Linked DNA regions of Ovis aries: region 2 is linked to region 1. Evidence: chromatin contacts called from public Hi-C data. All regions are on one chromosome and are shown on one strand. The core of a region is the stretch at or near the end of the contact, and the rest is flanking DNA. Distances in the headings are between cores, read along the strand shown. Region 1 overlaps WDFY3 (WD repeat and FYVE domain containing 3). Region 2 holds the start of WDFY3 (WD repeat and FYVE domain containing 3).

Region 1 (5,829 bases), core at 3,147-5,646:
GGGTTTGAGTCCCCTCATGGGGGATCCACCCTCATGGCCTTCCCAGAGCTTCCCGGGTGGTTTCTCAGGGCTTTCCCGGTGGCTCAGTGGTAAAGAATCTGCCTGGCAATGCAAGAGACACAGGAGACGTGGGTTCACTCCCTGAGTCTGGAAGATCCCATGGAGAAGGAAATGGCAACCCACTCCAGTATTTTTGCCTGGAGAATCCCCATGGACAGAGGAGCCTGAAGGGTTACAGTCCATGGGGTCACAAAAGAGTCAGACATGACTTAGCAACTAAGCGTGCATGCATCGTGGCTCATCTAAACCTAATTACCTCCAGAAAGCCCTGCCTTATAATATCCACACATTGAGGGTTAGGGTGTAACTTACGAATTTGAGGGGAGGGGACACAAACGTTTAGTCCTTGCGCTTGCTCTTTCTCTTGATAAGAATTAGCTGATGTTTCAGAAAACAAACCCTAAGTGGCCACACTGCTGGCTCTAGAAGTTGACCATCCCTGAAAACCAAATGTTCATATAGGAAAATCTCAAAGAGAAATTTAAAAATCAGGGAATCTAAGGGAAGGGAATCTAAGATATATTTAGTTGCTTATTCATTCATTCTTTTGGCCAGCGCATATTAAACAGGGTCAAGCAGTACATGCAAGGGCTCTGAAAATAGTGTTTCGTGAAAGATTTCAGTGCAAAAGACTAACTGCTTTTCTCTCTGAAAAACTTCCTGCATGCTGCTTGACAGTTGTTTGACAACTGACCCTGCACTTTCTCTTCTCCCTCTAGTGGTGAAGAGAAAACAGTTAATTTTTTATTTGAAACCTTAAAACTCCAGCAGATGTTTTATCTTATTCATGTAGAAATATCTCAGCTTGATCTATTAAAAGAAATCACTAGTATAATTTAGATAACAGTCATGCTAAGCATTTTAACCAGGACCACAGTGTTTAATATTGGCAGGAAAATAATTGATTTCATCAATAATTCATGTGGACAAGCATGCCTGGTAGAACTTGTCCTCTTTGGAAACTAAAAATAAGAAAAAAGATGGCTAGTATTTTAGTGCCTGGGGTGAGAATGTGAAGCATTTTATGCAAAATAAAATGTTTATCATGAAATAACAGAATAAAGTTCAGAAGAGGTATAAGAAAGCATAACTGAGCCAAAAAATAAGATACACATACGTAGAAGAAATGGGGTAAGTGCATATATCCAGTAATAACACTGTCAGTCTTATCAGTTCAGTTCAGTCACTCAGTCACATCCAACTTTTTGTAAACCCATGAACTGCAGCATGCCAGGCCTCCCTGTCCATCACCAACTCCCAGAGCTTACCCAAACTCATGTCCATTGAGTCGGTGATGCCATCCAACCATCTCATCCTCTGTTGTCCCCTTCTCCTCCTGGCCTCAATTTTTCCCAGCATCAGGGTCTTTTCAAATGAGTCAGCTCTTTGCATCAGGTGGCCAAAGTATTGGAGTTTCAGCTTCAGCGTCAGTCCTTCCAATGAATATTCATGACTGATTTCCTTTAGGATGGCCTGGTTGGATCTCCTTGCAGTCCAAGGGACTCTCAAGAGTCTTCTCCAACACTACAGTTCAAAAGCATCAATTCTTCAGTCAGCCAAGTAATGTCTCTGCTTTTTAATATGCTGTTTAGGTTGGTCATAACTTTCCTTCCAAGAAGTAAGCATCTTTTAATTTCATGGCTGCAGTCACCATCTGCAGTGATTTTGGATCCCCCCAAAATAAAATCATCCAGTTTCCACTGTTTCCCCATGTATTTGCCATGTAGTGATGGGACCGGATGCCATGATCTTAGTTTTCTGAATGTTGAGCTTTAAGCCAACTTCTTCACTCTCCTCTTTCACTTTCATCAAGAGGCTCTTGAGTTCTTCTTCACTTTTTGCCATAAGGGTGGTGTCAACTGCATATCTGAGGTTATTGATATTTCTCCCAGCAATCTTGATTCTAGCTTGTGCTTCATCCAGCCCAGCCTTTCTATGATGTACTCTGTATATCAGTCTTGTAGGAATCCTAATACCTAACTATCAGTTGATAAATTATATAATTGTCTCTTATTTTAGTTTTTCTGTATTTTTCAGTGAGGAAAGCTTGAGATGGCATGTATTAACTTCGAGGTAACATTCTCATTATTGTGGTTACTAATTTGCCCTATAGTGTAATTGTATCTGATTGCATTAGGGTGTCAGAGGTTGTAGGATGATGTTTTAGGAAGAACCAGAGAGTGTCAAGATTGAATTTCCCAAATAGATCCTTAAAGTTAGGGACCAACTTTCATGCGTCCTTTTATCTCTCACAAAATTAGCTCAGTGTCTTGACATGTTCTTAAAGTAATTTTGAATCATTTAACTATAACTGCATCCCTGGCCTTTCCCAAACAAGACATGATACTATCTAATAAAAGATATATAAATTTGCTTTTAAAAATACATGCTTTTAGGGACTTCCCGGTGGTCTAGTGGCGAAAATTCTGTATTCCTAATGCAGGGGACCCAGGTTTGACTTGGTCACACATAGAACTAGATCCTGTATGCCACAACTAAGACCTGGTGCCGCCAAATAAATAAATATTTTCTTTTAAAAAAAGCATAAGACCTTTACAGAGAAAAAAATTATACTTCTTAAAATTTATGCTTCAAATCTAACACACACAGAACAAAAAATAGTGAAAAGGATATTGCACTCCCTGTTTTCCTGTAGTGTGAAAAAGTAAGTTACAGTCATATGATTTTTAATGTTATGATTGTGAAGTCTATCTCTGAAGAAGCTCAAGAAGAGAATTATACTATACACTTGCCATTTACCTTCATGGAAGAAGGGGTTTGAACCAACTGATTTTCAGTCTGATATGCTCATGCCAGACTATTTTCAGTCTTCAGATTATTTGGGATTTTATCACAAGAGTATCTGCTTATTTCACTACATCTACAGAAGAATGTGTGACATTATCTTTACTAGCAGTCTAGAAAAATGAAAGATCTGCATTCATCTAGACTGGCCACAGTGTGAGTCAGGTCAAATACAAGGGAGGCATTGTGCTGTTGTAGCAAAGCCTGGTTTGAATTCTGGCCCTGATGTTTATTATATAAACATTTTAATCTCACCGAGCCAAATTCATTCTCTGAAGAATGATATTATATGCTATCTCCCCTAGGTGATTTCTGTGAGAGTTAAACAAATAATAGGTAAATCACCCAGCAAAACTATTTTGAGAAATTAAACATGCTGCTTTTAGCTGTGTAACCTTGACTCGGCTCAGTTCTCTTCATCCCTTCTAGTTCCCCACCTTTAAAATGGTATACGAGATTCCCAGGTGATTTGTGCACATTTAGGAAGCACCTCCTAATCTGCAAGCTGTATCCCGTGGGTCAAATCTAGCCTGCCTTTATAAATAAAGTTTGGTTGGAACACACAAAAAGAATATAAAAATAGAATCTGTCTCTGAGGACCATCATGAGAATTAATTAAGATGATCTGTTTAAGATTCATGACATAGCACCTGGCACATAAGACTTACTCAGAAACCAAGTGGCCTGTCTTGTACCTGGACCTCTAGCTGCTTTTCCCTGGCTTGTCTTCCCCAGTGTCCCTGTCGTCACCACCAGGCATCTCATGGAGAAAGTGGAAATGTGAGTCGCTCAGTCGCGTCCAACTCTTTTGCAACCCCATGGATGGTAGCCCGCCAGGCTCCTCTATCCTTGGAATTCTCCAGGCAAGAATACTGGAGTGCCTTGCCATGCCCTCCTCCAGGGGATCTTCCTGATCCAGGGATCAAACTCGAGCCTTGGGCATTACAGACAGATTCTTTATTGTCCAAACAACCAGGTCTCATGGAGGGCCACATGGATTTGTTGCATGTGGTCATGGGAGGAAAGTACCTGAGAACAGTCATAAGGTACCCACAGAGACCTAGAAGAAAGAAAGGGTGAAGCGGAGGGGTTCACTGCTTCCTGCTCCTGCCATCTTCTTCAAGACCTCCCCATTCACATCAGAGTGAAAGCCATGTGACTGCAGAGCAATAAACAAGCCCCACCCCCCACCCCTATCCCCCAGCGAAGTAGAAAAGTGGGCAGGCACTGTTATAAAATACCTGGGAGAAGGGAAGCCCGTGAAGAGGAGCACTGCGATCAGGATGACAAAGCTCAAGACCCTCTTCTCTGATGGCTCGTCCCATTACAGAGACAGGCCTGCAGAGACAAGGCCTTGAGGAGTGCACTCAAGGCCTTCCTCCCCAGGCCACAGTGCTCTCGGCTGTGGGCTGCAGACGCATGTCGGCTGTCTGGCCTGTGTCCCGGAAGATTCTGCCTGGCATCCCCAGGCCTCAGAAAGGGCGCTTTGATTCTTTGAAGACAGATGTTATTGGCTGGCTTTTCATTTCCTCTGGGAAGATAGATCTGACAGCCAGAGGCCAGAGCATACCACAGTGCTTATCCTCCCTTCGTTCTGGGCTGAACTCATCCTGGTTGTCTGGTGAGCCAACCAGGCTTATCTGGAAAACCACGACAGAGAGATCATAGCAGAGTTGCTCTTGTTGTACATCTGTTAACTTCAATTTGGAAATTTTCAGTAGGGCTGGAAGAGTAGGGCAAGTAAAGCAGTGAACTTTGGCATCAAAGAAACTGAGCTTTGAAACCTAGTTTTGACTTGACCAACTGACTTAACCACTCTAAGCCTTAGTTACCTCATCTCAAAAGTGGAGATGATAGTATCTACTTCAAAAGGGTATTTTGCAGAATGAGATAAGGTACATAAAACTCAGCAGTGTCTGGCACATAATTGTGTTCAGTGAATTGTTTAAAAAAAAATGGAGAGAACTATGCATGCACTCACAAAGTCTTAAGTCCTTTCAAAGTTAGCCCGCTGTGAGCCTCAGCAAGAACATTCGAGCTTGGAGGTTAGAGCTAAGAACAGAGTTAATTCTGGGTCATGATCACTCATGACACAGCTTCAGTGAGCAGACAATTAAATACCTTTTGGTGATTGTTCTCAGTTGCTCACCTGTGTTCAACTCTTTGTGGCCCATGGACTGTAGCCCGCTAAGCTCCTCTGTCCTTACAGGCAAGAATCCTGGAGTGGGTTAGCGTTTCTTCCTCCAGGGTTGGATCCTCCCTTCAGACCTGGGGATGGAACCCGTACCTCTTATGTCTCCTGCATTGGCAGGCGGATTCTTTTCCACTAGCGCCACCTGGGAAGTCCTAGTGGTAACTGCTGCTGCTGTTAAGTCGCTGCAGTCGTGTCCGACTCTGTGCGACCCCATAGACAGCAGCCCACCAAGCTCCCCCGTCCCTGGGATTCTTCAGGCAAGAACACTGGAATGGGTTGCCATTTCCTTCTCCAGTGCGTGAAAGTGAAAAGTGAAAGTGAAGTTGCTCAGTCATGTCTGACTCTTAGCGACCCCATGGACCGCAGACTACCAGGCTTCTCCGTCCCTGAGATTCTCCTGAGCCAGCCTTAAATCCTTATAGAATACTGTTTAATGAAGTAAAAATAAATGTTGTTGACAGATCTAGCTACTTCTCTTTGTACTATGTTCCCTGTTTTACAGACTCCAAAACTTTCTCTTGTTAATTAAGGCTATATAAACCCTACTCACTCTTACTTTCTCATTAGCCACATTGAGTTGATTATAATCCTGAATAAGTATTGCTGACTTCAGGGGTATTAAAATCCTGCTGTGAATGGCCTCTAATCTAATTAAAAGATAGTCCTCATAGACTCATCAATCTTCGGCTTATCACTTCAGTGTCTTTACTTTCCCTTCCCTTGGCAAGGGTCGGGTCTTCGAGGCCTCTCAGCCTGAAGAATGGGCTGGC
Region 2 (6,166 bases), core at 59-2,558, 210 kb before region 1:
ACTTTAAATTATAAAACTATATTTAAAAACATTTTCCCCTGTAATTGGCCTATTGAAGGGAATAACCTTTGAATACACCTCATCCTCTTATTGGGAAAGGGCAAGGTGCTTTTTTTTTTTTTGGATAGGCACTGTGACCCCACCCCCACCCCCACCCCCAAGTGCTCACATTTAATATCCCTTGTATTTGTCAACAGTGCTGAATCTTGAAGTAATCTGTGAGTGAATCCTTACAAATGGGTCCAATTTGCCAAATGCCAAGTGGCTAAACAGAAGCAAACAGCAAGTCCAGCTTGCTTCATCTTTAGTAGAGGAAATTCACAAGCTTCTGTAGATTGCAGTGTTAGGAAAAACAAGTTTGTCATTAGAACGATGAGGTGACCACTTCCCCCCTCTAAGCCTGTCCACTCAGAATTGCTGACTCAGTTTGTCTCCACTGCCAGTAAAGTATGCCCCACACTGTCCACTGGGTTGATTAGCAACCAAACACAGAGGGGCAAACTGATAATCGCTTAGCAGTTCTAAGGTTTACCAAAACGTGCTAATTGGGTCTAAACACTGTGTATGTTAGGACTGCAAAGGTATCCATGATGCCCTTTAGAGGAAGGGGAAAAATAACCCTAAAATCTTAAGGCGACCAGTTCAAGGTCACTGAAGGAAGGCAACTGAGATGGGGGTCTTGAATTCCTCTGTCCTCTACGGGGTCGAAGCCCAAACACCACAGCCTCCAGGAGTTTCAAAGCTGCCTAGTAAAACAGCTTAGCGTGGGCAGTCCTTTTGTACTCCAGCGGGAGTAAAATTAACGCAGCCTGCCGTCCGTCTGACAGCATCCAGCAAATGGGTGTAGGGTTAAGGAGAGCAGCGCCCAGCTGTCCTTTCTCAGCTGAGTCTTTTTGAGAAATTGGGACCGAGGCGGGAGGTGGGGAGGGAGCGCACCGCCGGCGAGGGGCAGGGGCTGCGAGAGGGGAACGGGAGTCGCTGGCTGCGGGCAGGACGTGGGGAAGGAAGGAAGCTGGGGTGTGTGCCTCTGGAGAGGGAAGGCTGAGGGGAGAGGGACCAGAGTGAAAAAGAGGGGGGAGGGCAAAGTCAGGCTGAGAGAGTCGAGCGCCCGCTGCCAGCAAAAGGGGGAGACGAAGCCAGCTGGTCAGAGTGAGGAGGGGGAAAGCGGGAAGCCGAGGGAAGGGAAGGAAGTCGGGAAAGAGGAAGGAAAGGCAGGAGGGTTCAGAGGAAGGAGCCGCTGCAATTTCTGCGGCCGGCTCAGTAGGAGGAGCAGGAGGGGAAAGAGGAGGATCCAGAGTCAGTCAGTCAGTCAGGCAGCAGCGGGAGGTGGAGAAAGGAGGAGGATTAAAGATGGCCACCAACCGCTGCGGGGAACGGCAGCAGCCCCTCACTTCCCGGGATGGTCCCTGCGGGGCGGCCCGGCCTTGATGGAGAGAAGAAGCCCGAGAAGCGCCGAGGCTGAGGCGGCGGCGGCGGCGGCGGCGGGGACCCAGCGAGGAGGAGGAGGACGACGCGGGGGAGCAGGGAGTGGGGCAGGAGAAGGCAGAGGAGGCGGTGGCGGCGGCGTCGCTGCCCCGGCCGCCTAGCGCCGCTCGCTGCACGGCCCCGGCCGACCGGCTCCCGCACCCCGCGGCCGCAGCCTCGATCGCGGCCCGCAGCCCCATCTTCCCCCCGCGCCGTGGGGCTCCCGGGCCCCTCCGTGGACGCCGCGCCCGCCGCCCCCTCCCCGTCGCCAGCGCGCCCCCCGGCCCGCCACGGTCCCCGCTCCCGGCCGGGCCAGCCCGCGCCCACCCGCCGTCCGGTGAGTGCCCCCCGGCCCCCCGCCCCGCGCGCCGCGGCCGCTTTGTTCGTGCGGGGCGGAGGCGCTGCCCACTCGCGGCCCTGCGCACGCTGCCCCTGGGGGCGGGGGGGGGGGACAGGCCGCGGCCCAGCTGCCATCCTCCCCCGGGATCGCGCTGCCCCGGGGCCGCCGCCGCCGCTGCGGGGCTGGCGGCCTGGCCTGTGTCCTCCACCGCGGCCTGGAGAGGGCGCCGTCGTGGTCCTGTCGGCGTCGGGGTCAAGGGCTGCGGGCGGTGGGGAGCGATGCTGGGGGTGTTTCGGGGGGTGGGGGAGGCGAAGCCCGGACGTTACCGCGTTTAAGCAGTGGGGGCGTAACCTGGCGGTCCAGGGATCCGGGACCGATCCGGCGCCCCTCCGCCAGACCCCGCGGGGTCTCAGCTCGCGGAGCCCACCCCCCTCCCCCCCCGCCCCGGGCACTGCCGGGCGAGGCCTCCATCCCTCGGGCGCTGTCTCCGAGGCTGCGGGCCTCTCCTGGCTTATTTTCCAGCCCTGCTCCCCCCCCCCCCCCCCGCCAAACCCCCACGCCCTGTGCTGGAAATCTTCGTTTGTGCAAGCAACTGGAGATGCTCCCGCGGAGCGTGTTTGCCTTTTTTTTTTTCCTCTTGTACCGGGGATGCAGTGGCATCGCAAACATTCACGGTTACGGTGGGCTTTAAATAGCAGTTGTGACCTTTTCGACCAAAAGCCATTTAGCAGACCTGGTCAGTGTTTGATCTTCAGGGGCAGCGTTTCATTGATTTTTTTTTTTTTTTCATTGAATTCCGAAATCCACGCTATTAGGTTTTCCTTTTTCTGAAATAATCTGATAAAACCGATTGAAAGGATGTTTACTATATGTGAACCCTTGTCTGTACTTCCAGTGCCTTAAAAATGGTTGTTTCCTGTGGGAAAATGGTGCTGCTGCATACGAAAAACTATTTTTTGTTCCGTGATGGGCATGAGTTGGTTAGTGCCAAGTGGCTTCTGTTGTCTGAAAACCAAACAATTAAAAAAAGAAAGAAAGAAAAAAAAACCTTTTGCGTTGAGATAGCAGCAGATTTCCAGGTTGAAATTACTTGATAGCAGGTTTGGAACAGTTTCCACCATCAGACGCTGTGACAAACAACATAAAACAGGACCAAAAATATGTTGATTAAAAAACAAAAAAAAGCTTGATGTGCTAGTAGTGCTTAGGTCAAGAAAAATATAAATCTGATTTGAAAATAAAACTTTAACGTGAACATGGGACTCTAAGCATAGGAATTAGTTTGATTTCTCTAAAAGATATTTAAAAATACGTATTGTATTAGATTGATTTGGGAACCCTTCCTACAGTATTTGAACATCAGTGGTGCATGTTAATGCTTGGAACCTTTCATTCTTCTGCTGGTAGGTTTCTACTACTAGTGTCTTTTTACGAGTTTATATTGATTCATGTAAAAAATGTTATGCTTCTAGTTTAAAATTTCTGTAAAAAGGAGATATGAATTACAAACATGATGTTCTGGTCTTACTTGCAGAATCTTTTTCTTTCTTTTTTAAGAGTTAATGACAGTGTACTATTTCAGTATTATTTGGGTTCTCTCCTTTGACGATTCTTAAATTCCACTACTCAGCGTTGCAATTTTAAGAGTTTACATCAGGCATTTTCAATTTCATGCATGTGCTCTAGAAAGTCCTTGAATCCTTGGAAATCATATGCAGAATGTAGCATATATTTGCATTTTTTCCTGGGTAAAGAGTCCAGAGTCAACACATTTTCAAAAAGATCTGGCTCTGCAAAAAATTATAAGCCACTGGATATATAATTAAAGAATAAATCTGTATTTGGAAAATTAAAAATCTTAGGATTAGATTTGATCATTTGTTATCTTTCCCTTCCAGTTATGTCTAAGAAATGCTTGTTATTGAGGATTTAGCTCATAGAAGTCTTTTTTCCTGCATTCTTACTGAAGCCTTAGGAAAATGTTGATCCCATTTTACAGATGTGGAAATAGATACTGAGAGATGCTTGTTCAATCAAAGTGACAGCCAACTGGTGGGCCAACAGTTCAGCCCAGACTATAACACCAGAGCCAGCACTCCTAATAATAAGGCTGTACTCCTCTCTATGTCAATGATAGCATTTGCTTGATGTTAAAATTAGTATTTGATGCTTGACTACCATAGAAAAGTGGATCTGCTGTTATCATAACACAAAATACTATGCAGTTTTAGAGCCTCTGACTCTGCGTAGGAAGAGACCTTAGTGATACTAACCTCTCTTAATAGTACTAGTCTGAAATGACACTCAAAGTAGGGCCATTTCTACTGTGTCTTTGGCAGGATTATCCAGACTCTGTTTTTAATACTTCCTGTGACCACAAGTTCACGTTTTCAAAAATGTTTTGAAGTATTTTTTCTGTTTATGTGAGTTAAAATCTGCCTTCTTGATATTTCAACAGATTAGTTTCCAGTTCTTCCTTTGTATCATTTGTCATCCATTAAAGGATTAATAGATAAATAACTCCTATTCCTACATTTTTTTTGTAGGCAGGTTTTTGAGATTAATTTATATGTGGTGAAAAGTCTTGGCAGACATATACAGTTGGCTCATCACCACCACAATCAACATATGAAACATTTCTATCACTCCAAGCAGTTCTCCCCTGCCCCTTTGTAGTGAATCCTTTCCCTCTGCCTCTGCTGATGCTAAGTCACTTCAGTCGTGTCCGACTCTGTGGGACCCCATAGATGGCAGCCCACCAGGCTCCGCCGTCCCTGGGCTTCTCCAGGCAAGAAGACTGGAGTGGGTCCCTCTGCCTCTGCCGCTGCTGCTAAGTCGCTTCAGTCGTGTCCGACGCTGTGCGACCCCGTAGACGGCAGCCCACCAGGCTCCTCTGTCCATGGGATTTTCCAGGCAAGAGTACTGGAGTGGGTTGCCATTACCTTCTCCGCCCTCTACCTCTAGCCCCTGCTAATTGTTAATCTAAGTAATATCCCTGTTATCTTGTCTTTGTAGACAAGAAATTTATGTCTATATAACAGAAATGAAATCATACAGTATGTAGTCTTGATGTCTTTCATTTATCGCAATACTTTGGATATTCATTAAGTTGTTTCTTGTGTCAGTAGTTTCATCAATGGAATGCTGATAAACTTGTAACAACCTGTCCTCCAAAGGAAAAAAATCCCAGATTGGTAGCATCTGCTAATTATTGCAGTGTAAACATGCTCATCTTGGCCCACATTGAGCTACCTAAATCAGCTTGTAAAACTGAAAATTTAACAGTAGGCTGTCCTAAGCTGTACCAGTTGGCCCCAGCACACCACTAAATTTGTTCTTTTGTGCTGTTGAGTCCCTCTCCATTACAATAAGGTACCACAGTTTGTTCATTCATTCATGAGTTAGACATTTAAGTTGTTCCCAGTTTTGGACAGTTATGAATAAAGCTGCTATAAACCTTTATGAACAGGTCTATGGACAGGAGAAATGTTTTCAGTTTTCTTGAGATGCACCTAGGAATGGGATTACTGGGTCCTATGAAAGTGTATATTTTATCAATATTAGTTACTTCATATTGAACTGCCAAACTGTTTTCCAAAATGACTATACTGTTTTGAATTTCTATCTGTGTCAATGTAAGAGAATTTTGGTTATTTCTGTACCCTTGTTGGCATTTAGTATTGTCAGTTATTGAAATTTTAGCTCTTTTGTTATATGTGTAAAAGTCTCCTTTAATGGTTTCGACTTTTTAATTCTTACTTTCCGCAGCATTTGAACCAATATAGAAAGTTTGTGACAGATACTGCTAAATAATTTTTTGGCTTGGTCATCAGTCACGTTCTCAATATGAAGGCGGTAACACTTTAAGGCTGTTTCTTTGAGTTTCTTATTGTACAGTTGGCTTTCATGTATTAAAATTCCTTTTATAGGGACTTTTCCTTATAAAAGTCCAGTGGCTGGGACTCTGCGCTCCCAATAACAAGGGCCCTGGTTAGAAAGTTGGTTCCCACGTGCCACAACTAAGACCCAGTGCAGCCATATAAGTAAATAAATGAGTTTTTTTTTAATAAATATTTTTTTAAAAAAGTTTTTATAATGAAACCATCACTGAAGAATTCTAATACTTAACCCATAACATTTTTTAAAATGTGACTTTAAAAAAACTAGGTGAAGTTTTGTTTCTTTAAGGAAAATTTAGGGTTAAAAATCCTCAAAATAATCATAAAGCATTTCTTCAATTTTTAGCTGGACTTAAAGGGAAAATAGTAGACTGAAATAATTTAAACATGTGGTCTTTGACGTCATCCCAGGTGTTGTAAGGAGCATGAACCCATGAATAATTGTAGCATGACTTCAGTCTTT

What was found. Hi-C and Micro-C count contacts between places; a contact is called where the count stands out from the background.
Region 2: a contact with region 1 is called in a Hi-C map of hypothalamus, with 4 times the contacts expected there. The contact joins the promoter of WDFY3 here to the enhancer-like site in region 1. A contact is called at or near these places in 5 of 16 Hi-C or Micro-C datasets (hypothalamus, muscle, retroperitoneal adipose tissue and 2 more).

Annotation. Positions count from the first base shown.
Region 1 is chr6:100,262,103-100,267,931 of ARS-UI_Ramb_v3.0, reverse strand. The region is part of intron 36 of WDFY3 (WD repeat and FYVE domain containing 3); the gene reads left to right. Among named protein-coding and RNA genes, the nearest start is that of CDS1, 170 kb to the right of the region's middle. Within about 2 kb of position 4,396, at least 14 of the 54 cell types and tissues checked have an H3K27ac peak or open chromatin away from gene starts, as enhancers often do. A contact at or near this core is called in hypothalamus, where this site is marked.
Region 2 is chr6:100,465,094-100,471,259 of ARS-UI_Ramb_v3.0, reverse strand. WDFY3 (WD repeat and FYVE domain containing 3) reads left to right here and starts at 1,308. Exons shown (of 67, transcript XM_060417387.1): 1 at 1,308-1,801.